Linked DNA regions of Sus scrofa: all the other regions are linked to region 2. The links are chromatin contacts, called in public HiChIP or PLAC-seq maps. All regions are on one chromosome and are shown on one strand. Each heading gives the region's core, a stretch centred on a gene start, on an enhancer-like site or on the middle of the called end of the contact. The rest is flanking DNA. Distances are from core to core; before and after follow the strand shown. Region 1 overlaps OXNAD1 (oxidoreductase NAD-binding domain-containing protein 1). Region 2 overlaps RFTN1 (raftlin). Region 3 overlaps OXNAD1 (oxidoreductase NAD-binding domain-containing protein 1).

Region 1 (2,700 bases), core at 9-2,508, 110 kb after region 2:
AGAGCCCAGTGGCAATCCTCTCCCTACCCCACGCAGCACTCTACTCTGACCATCCCAAGCACACAAGCTGCATCAGCCACAATCACACACTCCCTCTTTCCCTAATCCTTGCCTCGTCCCCCAAGTGCCAAGCGGAGGTGACTGTATATCAGACGATCTAGGAGAGCCTGGCACATAAGCCATCCCAGCAACAACGCTGAAGGAGCAATGCCACACCTCAGCAAAGGGCCATTCTGTAACCACAAAGTCACACATCCAAAGGGCTCACAGCTTCCAGAGTCGTAGAGTGAGTCAGTGGTGAGGGAATAATCTTTTAAAGAGGACAGTCCAGGCGCCAGGAGTGAGTGCTAAGGACACCTGGCAGGGAAATGGTCAATACTGACCAGCCAGAGGTGATCCGCCCCCATGTCAGGCATGTACTAAAACCAGCCCCAACATCAGGGAAGTCACCAAATCTATTCACTGATACGGGGTATGTAACACCAACCCCGAGTGATTTTATCTTGAGGATCACAACGGGACCCTATTTCTATGTGTATCACTAGGGAATGATGACATTTTTCTTCACAGTTTTTGCTAGTGCTAGTACAATTGCACGCACACCAGGGAAGCAGCAACATAACCAAGGCACAGGGTTTTTCTAATCAGGACACTGGGGTCAGAGTCTTGGCACAATCCTAAACTGAAGGCACGGAGCTAAGGGTGTGCACAGGACACAAACACTTTCCCAGAAGGGAAATGTGGAAAGAAAGATCATTACAATTAAAGTTTGCACTTTTCAGTGTAATAACAGCTAAACTAGTTTCGAAGGGTAAAAAACGTTGCCCACCCCCCCAAACCAGCCCAAATGCACTTAATATGTATCACCGAACATGTGCAAAGATTGCAGTAAATTGCTTCATGAACGCAAATTATTGCAATCAGCATCTTGTTTTCTAGTTCTAAATTCAAAGGCAAACTATTAACACAAGACTGCTAACTCTTGCTATTATCACACTTGCTATTATCACACATCCTCCTTCTAACAAAACCACATTTCCAGATGGACTGCCAAAATTAGTCAAGTGACTCCTAAGAAAGACTACCAAGACTGACATGCCAGAAATTCATTTAGAAATGAATGCTTTATTTAAATCAAGGAAACAGACACCCAAACACACCTTTCCTAAGGAAATACAAGTCACTTTATTTACAATTCAACTTGAATTGCAGCTCAGGGAGGCCATTCTCAGGAACAGTGGGACAGCTGGGCTGTCACCCTGGCAGCATACTGACTAGTCCTCAGAGTCCTGAGTGTGATGTGGGCTGGGCCAGATGGGGGGACCCTGATAATAAATTCAGCAAAATATTTCAACTCCACAAAATACAGTATGAGGGAGGCAGGAATTCGGGCCAGAGGGCAAGCAGCTCTGTGACAGAACTGGTTAGAAGAACCAGTTTCAGCCTGCTGTGTTTACTCTGTATTTCAGATTAGATTACTGCAGTGCATTCTATTATCCACTATCCACTCCTGAATCACCAGAGTTGTTGGGCTTCATCAGGGTCCTTGGCCACAACTAGCTGCTTTGTTTCAATCTGGAAAACTCAAGGCAGCAATTTTCTTCTTATGTCTAAGAGGGTCATGGGCTCAAAACCAAGGTGAGCTCTGGGACAAGAAAAGGAATCAGACTCTCTGTGACAAAAAAAAGCACAGCCTGAATGGAGACGCTCTAAGAATCCCTATGCCTCAGGAGAAACAGTGGCCACAGAAGTCCTTTCCAGAAGGAAAAATAAAGTTCTTATATCTGGCAGCACCCAGAACACACACAACACTTAGGAGACAGAAAAGCTACTTACCATTGGCCGGCTTTAAAAGAAAAATCTTTATCAGCAACAAGCAAGCGGAGCCTCTTCACAGATGGGGACTCATGGGCCACTCCACACACCTTAGCCACTGACACCACCTAGAGCCAAAGACGGTGGCTGAGGTTAGGTACACACAACTCAGGAACAAACTGTGGCTTTCTTATAACTAAGGTTTTTTTTTTTCTTTTGAAATCTACAAAGATGTGGTTTTTGATAATTGCAAAACAAGGTAAAGCACACTTTGCTTTAGAATTCTGCCTTCCACCAGGTGAACAAATTTCATTTAGGGGAGACTTGCTAGCCCACTGACTGAATTTTATTCTGCATAAAACATTTCCATGTCCTGGGCTGGGCCCTCTGGGAAGAACCAGGGCCCCAGAGACCTGTAAAGTCCCTGCCTGGAGCCCACCTGCTCTGTCAATGCTGTGCACGCAAATAAGAAAAGCTGATGTATGTTCTGAGCTTTGCCACAAGTCTTTGACAAGCTGAATTCAGAAATTAACTTTTTTTTTTTTTTTTTTTAGCAATTTCACAGTGTAACTTGTATGCCTGTTGACTCTAATGATAGACCACAAACTGGGTTTGTACTCCTTGTGCCTTTGTTTCTTTTCATTCATCCACTCATTTTGGCCATGCCTGTAGCATGCAAAGTTCCTGGGCCAGGATAAAATACACCCCACAGCAATGACCTGAGCCACAGCAGTGACAACACCAGATCCTTAACCACTAGGCCACCAGGGAACTACCATTTATTTTTTCTAATTCACTTTTTATTATATTCTACAAGATATAAACAGTCCACAAGCTTGAAAAAACAACAAAAACTGCCCATTGCTATAGATAGTTGGAGAAGCA
Region 2 (2,751 bases), core at 203-2,702:
CTGATTAGCTGGAAGTAGGTGATTCATCCAAAAAAAAAAAAAATGAAATCATAAACTCTTACCAAAATGAACCTCCTTTTTCATTTTTTTTTTTTTTTTTTTTGCTTTTTAGGGCCATACCCACAGCATATTGGAAGTTCCCAGGCTAAGGGTCAAATCAGAGCTGCAGCTGCAGGCCTACACCACAGCCACAGCAATGGGGGATCCGAGCTGTGTCTGCGACCTACCCCACAGCTCGCGGCAACATTGGATCCTTAACCCACTGAGCGAGGCCAGGGATGGAACCCACATGCTCATGGATACTAGTAGGATTCGTTTCTGCTGTGCTATGTGCTGACCACATCGGGAACGCCTGAACCTCCTTTTTCAATCTCTCTTTGTTCCAGCTCCTTTTAGAACCTTTTTTCAGCTTCTAAGAAAAAAATGACTAATCAGGGCTACCATAGTATTTCAAATAGAGTCCACCCCAGCCCTTCATGGCCAAGTGCTTTGTTTTTCCATGCTTAAAAAAAAAAAACCAAAAAACCACGCCCTCCATCCCCAGTAGGGCCAGGGTTGGGGGGTGGGTGCTACCTTGAGGACAGGGAGCCTCTGCCAGCCTGAGAGACTTTGAGTTCAAACAGAAACATCCTACAGGGTGAGCTGTTTAAGCTGTTTTGGTTGTTGGGTGTCCCCCGCTTTGAAAGAATGTCCTGTTTACCCCGTTCTCATCATTCTGTCTCCCTCACAGATCCAGGAAGCTGCGAGTCAGGGCCTGAAATTCGTGGGGGTCATCCCTCAGTACCGCTGTTCTGGGGACTCAGCAGGCGGCAGTCCCCAGACGGAAGCCCAGGAAGTGACGATGGAGCCTGGCAGGTGTGGGCATGAGAACCTGGGGGCTACAGATGCACCCGAGGGGATGGACGGAAGCCCAGAGCCTGGTCAAGGTCCGAGAGGGGCGGCACCTGCTTCCCAGCCACCCAGCCCGCCCTTGGGAGAGCAGGATGGCGTGGACTCTCCATCGCAAGGACTCTCCATGAGCAGGACGCAGGATGGACCAGCCGGCAACCTGTCAGAAGAGCGTGGAGAGCCACGCTCGGGAAGTGAGTATGTCAACGCCAGAGCTCTGACCCACTTAAGGAGGGGTTGCTAGCTTTTCAGTAACCCTCCTTCAAACAGGAGAAACTGTCACGCAGTTTCCTTCCTGAAGCTGTGCCTTCCAGGGGGCAGAACGTCACGGCAGGGACTTGTCATTGCTCCAAAAGGTCACGTGTAAAGGAGATTCTAGAGCTTCTAGAGCGCTAGCGAGGTCTTTTATCCCCCGGGGCCCTTGCGCTGCCCCTGAGTGACCCATGTGAACACAGGAAGTGTGAACATGCTGGGCGCCAATGCAGAAACGGCCTTCCACTTTTGTTCTGCTTGTTTTGAATATCTGCCTAAAGAAGGAAATCAAGAAGCCAGCTGAGGACAAGTTGTGCAGGAAGGGGGGCGTGCAGCTCGCTCAGCCGTAAACAACTAGATTTCAGGGAGTGTGTGTAGTTGACAGATCAGCACCGTGACGAGGACTCTGCCAAAGAGAGGCCACCACTAAGTGATGCCTCTTAGCCACATTGTCACGGCCGTTGGAGCATGCCCTTTAGGGAGGGGATTTCAAATATCAGCACAAGAATGATAACAGCCAATGTTTATTAATATTTCCTGTGGACCAGGCCCTGTGCCAGCAAGCTTTCATAGGACTGTCTCTTCATTCTTCCTAGGATGTGGTTGAACTCTTGTGACATTGCCCATTTTACAGCCCAGTAAACTGAGGCCCATGCAGGCTCTCTGCCTGGTCTTCCCTGTGTAAGACTCAAATAGAGGAACAGGGTTGACTGAGGGGACAAAGTTTCTCTTGTATTTCCCTGTGATGCCCTTTCATCTTCCTTCTCCAGGAAATGTAGTGTCCAGCCATGTTCTGGGAGCCAGGCCCTGGTATGAGCTGCATGGCAGCCTCTTCTAGCTTTTGGAAGGTGATAAGTGACAAGACTCATAGGAGGAGGCCCCAGATCTTAGGAGGCCTTTCTCTTTGGACCTTTCTGGGTTTATCTCCCTGGTTAATATTACTATTTATGTACTAATTCTTTTTTTTTAACTGTAAAACTGTACTGTAAAAATTTTTTATTGAAATATAGTTGCTTTATGGTATCATGTTAGTTTCAGATATACAGCACACGACTCACAGTTATACATATACATATATATCTGTTCCTTTTCAGATTCTTTTCCCTTCTAAGTTATTACAAAATATTGAGAAGAGCTCCTTTGTGGTACAGTGGGTTAAGGATCTGGCATTGTCACTGCAGTGGCTCAGGTTGTTGCTGTGACACAGTTTTGATCCAAGGCCAGGGAACTTTCACATGCCAGGGCAAATAATAATAATAATAATGTGAGAAAAAAGAATGTATAAATATATGTGTAACTGGGTCATCATGCTGTACAGTAGAAAAAAAATAATGTATTGGGGAAATAAAATTTAAAAAAATACATAAATATATTATATAGTCCCCTGTGCTATATAGTAGGTCCTTGTTGGCTATCTATTTTATATATTAGTAGTATATCTGTTAATCCCAAATTCTTTAGTTTATCCCTCCCCCACCTCTCTTTCCCCTTGGGTAACTAAATTTGTTTTCTATATCTGTGAGTCTCTTTCTGTTTTGTAAATAATTTCATCTGTATCAATTTTTAGATTCTGTATGTAAGTAATATATGATATTTGTCTTCTCTGACTGA
Region 3 (2,700 bases), core at 115-2,614, 88 kb after region 2:
CCACTTATCCTGGCGACTGCTTCCTGGACCCCAGGCTTAGCAAGCGGTAAAGTGTGAAGTTTCTTTCAGTTACTCAACAGGTATGTGAGAAGCTGCTGTGGCAGGAACAACCTGGAAGAAGAACGAAATAAAAGGCAAAGAAGCAGGATTTGGAAATGGCTCTGTACCCCTTAATCATTCCTAAGCACAGTTCTACAGCTAACCAGCCCACCACTGAAGGCAGATTCCACAGGGAACACAGAAGTCACCCTAGACTTTATCCCAAATGAGAAGCTGCTTCCTACATGCAGCTTTGAAATAGGCAGCCGAGACACAAACCCCAGAAAAGGCTTCCTTTGAGAAGAAATGAACAATTAGTATATATACTTAGGATATCCATTCACATGAAGCAAATATGCTGGATAGTCAATTCCCTAAAGCAGTTTCCTAATAATTTCCTATTTCCAAACCCAACTTTAATGGTCTGAAGAAGCAAGGCTATAGGCCACACTAATGCTAAGAATATAAAGAATTTTAAAGTGAAGACTCTTTGCCGTGCTATAGAAAATTGACAGAACAGTGTAAGCCAGCTATAATGGAAAAAATTAAAATCATTAAAAACACTTTTTTAAATTAAAAAAAATTTCAAGGTGAAATGATCAAGAATATGTTTAAGTTTATTCAACATGAGATAGAGAAGCTGCTGTAAAATAATTTAAATATAGCCTACATTTCACACACAAACCATATTTTCATGTTTTTTTCCTTAAGGGGAAAGGAAACCTGTATTGGTCAATTCCAGGTACAACATGAGTTAATCAGTCATTCATAAAAGTCAACGTAGTAAAAAAAAGTTTCATCAATAAACTTTTCGGCAAAAGGCCTTTAAGTATGTCAGCTGCTTTTCTTGTCTTCTCCAACTGGTCACTGAGTTCACAGCCTTAAAATATAAGACTGGATAGAGGTAAATTCATCCTGCCACAAATCACAGAGCATGCTGCCTGTCACTATCCTAGAGGCCCTCCTGATTCACCCTTTTCCACCTCTGCCTGCCCCCTACCACCACTTCTCAAAGCAAATGTGCTCTCTGGGAATGTGGCTCCTCGCCAGTTCCTTGGAGAAGAAGTCTGTCATCGGAGGTGGGCCACAAAGGTAGAACAAGGTCTCTTTCGAAATATGATCTCTTATCTCCTTCTCCGTTAGTCTTCCTTCTACCAAAAAACAGAACAGACACTAGATTAAGCCAGCCATGTTTGTATTAAAAAGAGGAAAGGCTAACCACAACTTGGCAACAGTGTTTATTTTCAATAACTAAGCTCAGGGGGTTGCGTCCTGAGTCATCCACGAACTGGCTCTTGTTGGTGTCCAGGCCAGACCGAAGCAGAAGCGTGTCTCCAGGTTTCCTGAATTCACAGCAGCGCTGTGGGCAGCCGAGCATGATGCACTATCCAGACAGCACCAGGGAGTGTGCTGATCTTTGGGAGAGATTCAAAACTGCCTTCAACAAAGTAAATAAACTGCTTTGTGAGAAACCCTTCCAAAAAAGGGAAACCATGAGAAATCTAAATGACTATTAATGGCAAATGGCACTGATGCAATCAAAGCTGACTATACGGTCTTTGTATGCATACTACAGTGATGATGCAAAGGTCCCTTAAAAAACATGGAGAATAAATTTTTAATATGGGCCATAGGAGCTCTATATGTAATAAGTAAATCCAACTAATCTCCCCGTATTTTTCCCTGATGAATCACTTCTCAATTCCCCAGGTAGTGATATTCCCAGCCAGTGACTTCCAACAATGAAGCATCTACTCAACCAACTGGCACAGCCACAAAATAATGGCATGGAGGTAGTCAAAATATCTTCAGGGGACTCACCCGTGATGTATGGCTTGAGGTCTGCACTGATTTGTGTAGTCTGCTTTGTAACATGCAAACTGCAGGCAATCTTCTCAGGAAATTCATTTACTAAATCGAGGATATTTTTCTGGAATGTCAAACATATTTGGTCACACTACAATTTTAAAAAATCAAAACAGATGTGCACCCCCTCGGACGCGGAGCCTCCCCTGCCATTCTGCACACGTCTACTGCCCCGGCTCTCCACTTAGAGATATTGTTTGCAGCCGAGCAGGCTGGAGCATTGCGAGTACGGAGGGCTCTGCGGCTTTAATTGAAATCTGAATATGCTAACAAGCATATTACTAACTCTCCGGGAGTTTTTTCTTTTTCCTTTCTCCCAAGTGTGGGCAATTAAGCAGCAGTTTCACTGACCACAGTTGTGTCTTTTAACTGTTTCTGTTCTTTTGTTCATCTTTGCAGCTGCAAAGAGTGAAAGCCTTCTCCCATCAAAGGGACTAGAGTTTCCACAGATGCAACTGATAAGGGTTTCACGTAGCCAGCTGGGTGCAATCTACTCCTGCACCATCAAACCCATTCGTAGGCCTCCTGACTCTCTGGGGAACCCCGGGGCCACAGTGGCTTTTCTGCTCGTCCACCTCCAGATCCGAGCCAGCCAGCCCTGGCCCTCCTGATACTTCCCCAAGAACCTCCTCAGCACTAGCTTTTTTAATTGTCTTGGGCAAGATGTGCTGTTTAATTCTCATATGAACATGATCCAGCCTTTCAAGCCTTTGGTTGTGAATTGCTGCAGAGAAGAGAGACGGAGAAGAAAATTCCCTGGGCACTAATACCATAACGAGGTTTGCTCACAGCAAG

The links. HiChIP or PLAC-seq counts read pairs in DNA pulled down with a chosen protein or histone mark.
Region 1: a contact with region 2 is called in an H3K27ac HiChIP or PLAC-seq map of alveolar macrophages. The contact joins two enhancer-like sites. A contact is called at or near these places in 4 of 47 Hi-C or Micro-C datasets (alveolar macrophages, epiblast stem cells, fetal skeletal muscle and 1 more) and 2 of 2 datasets of contacts at active chromatin or transcription factors (alveolar macrophages and skeletal muscle).
Region 3: an H3K27ac HiChIP or PLAC-seq map of alveolar macrophages shows a contact between it and region 2. The contact joins two enhancer-like sites. A contact is called at or near these places in 5 of 47 Hi-C or Micro-C datasets (alveolar macrophages, embryonic fibroblasts, epiblast stem cells and 2 more) and 2 of 2 datasets of contacts at active chromatin or transcription factors (alveolar macrophages and skeletal muscle).

The regions. Positions count from the first base shown.
Region 1 is chr13:3,416,684-3,419,383 of Sscrofa11.1, reverse strand. It overlaps OXNAD1 (oxidoreductase NAD-binding domain-containing protein 1), which reads right to left. Exons shown (of 8, transcript XM_001925300.5): 4 at 1,837-1,943. Among named protein-coding and RNA genes, the nearest start is that of OXNAD1, 22 kb to the right of the region's middle. Within about 2 kb of position 1,258, at least 21 of the 83 cell types and tissues checked have an H3K27ac peak or open chromatin away from gene starts, as enhancers often do. A contact at or near this core is called in alveolar macrophages, where this site is marked.
Region 2 is chr13:3,522,547-3,525,297 of Sscrofa11.1, reverse strand. It overlaps RFTN1 (raftlin), which reads left to right. Exons shown (of 10, transcript XM_021071357.1): 5 at 731-1,082. Among named protein-coding and RNA genes, the nearest start is that of TRNAE-UUC, 47 kb to the left of the region's middle. Within about 2 kb of position 1,452, at least 34 of the 83 cell types and tissues checked have an H3K27ac peak or open chromatin away from gene starts, as enhancers often do. A contact at or near this core is called in alveolar macrophages, where this site is marked.
Region 3 is chr13:3,435,010-3,437,709 of Sscrofa11.1, reverse strand. OXNAD1 (oxidoreductase NAD-binding domain-containing protein 1) reads right to left here. Exons shown (of 8, transcript XM_001925300.5): 7 at 1,861-1,969; 8 at 636-1,190. The coding sequence ends at 1,036. Among named protein-coding and RNA genes, the nearest start is that of OXNAD1, 40 kb to the right of the region's middle. Within about 2 kb of position 1,364, at least 22 of the 83 cell types and tissues checked have an H3K27ac peak or open chromatin away from gene starts, as enhancers often do. A contact at or near this core is called in alveolar macrophages, where this site is marked.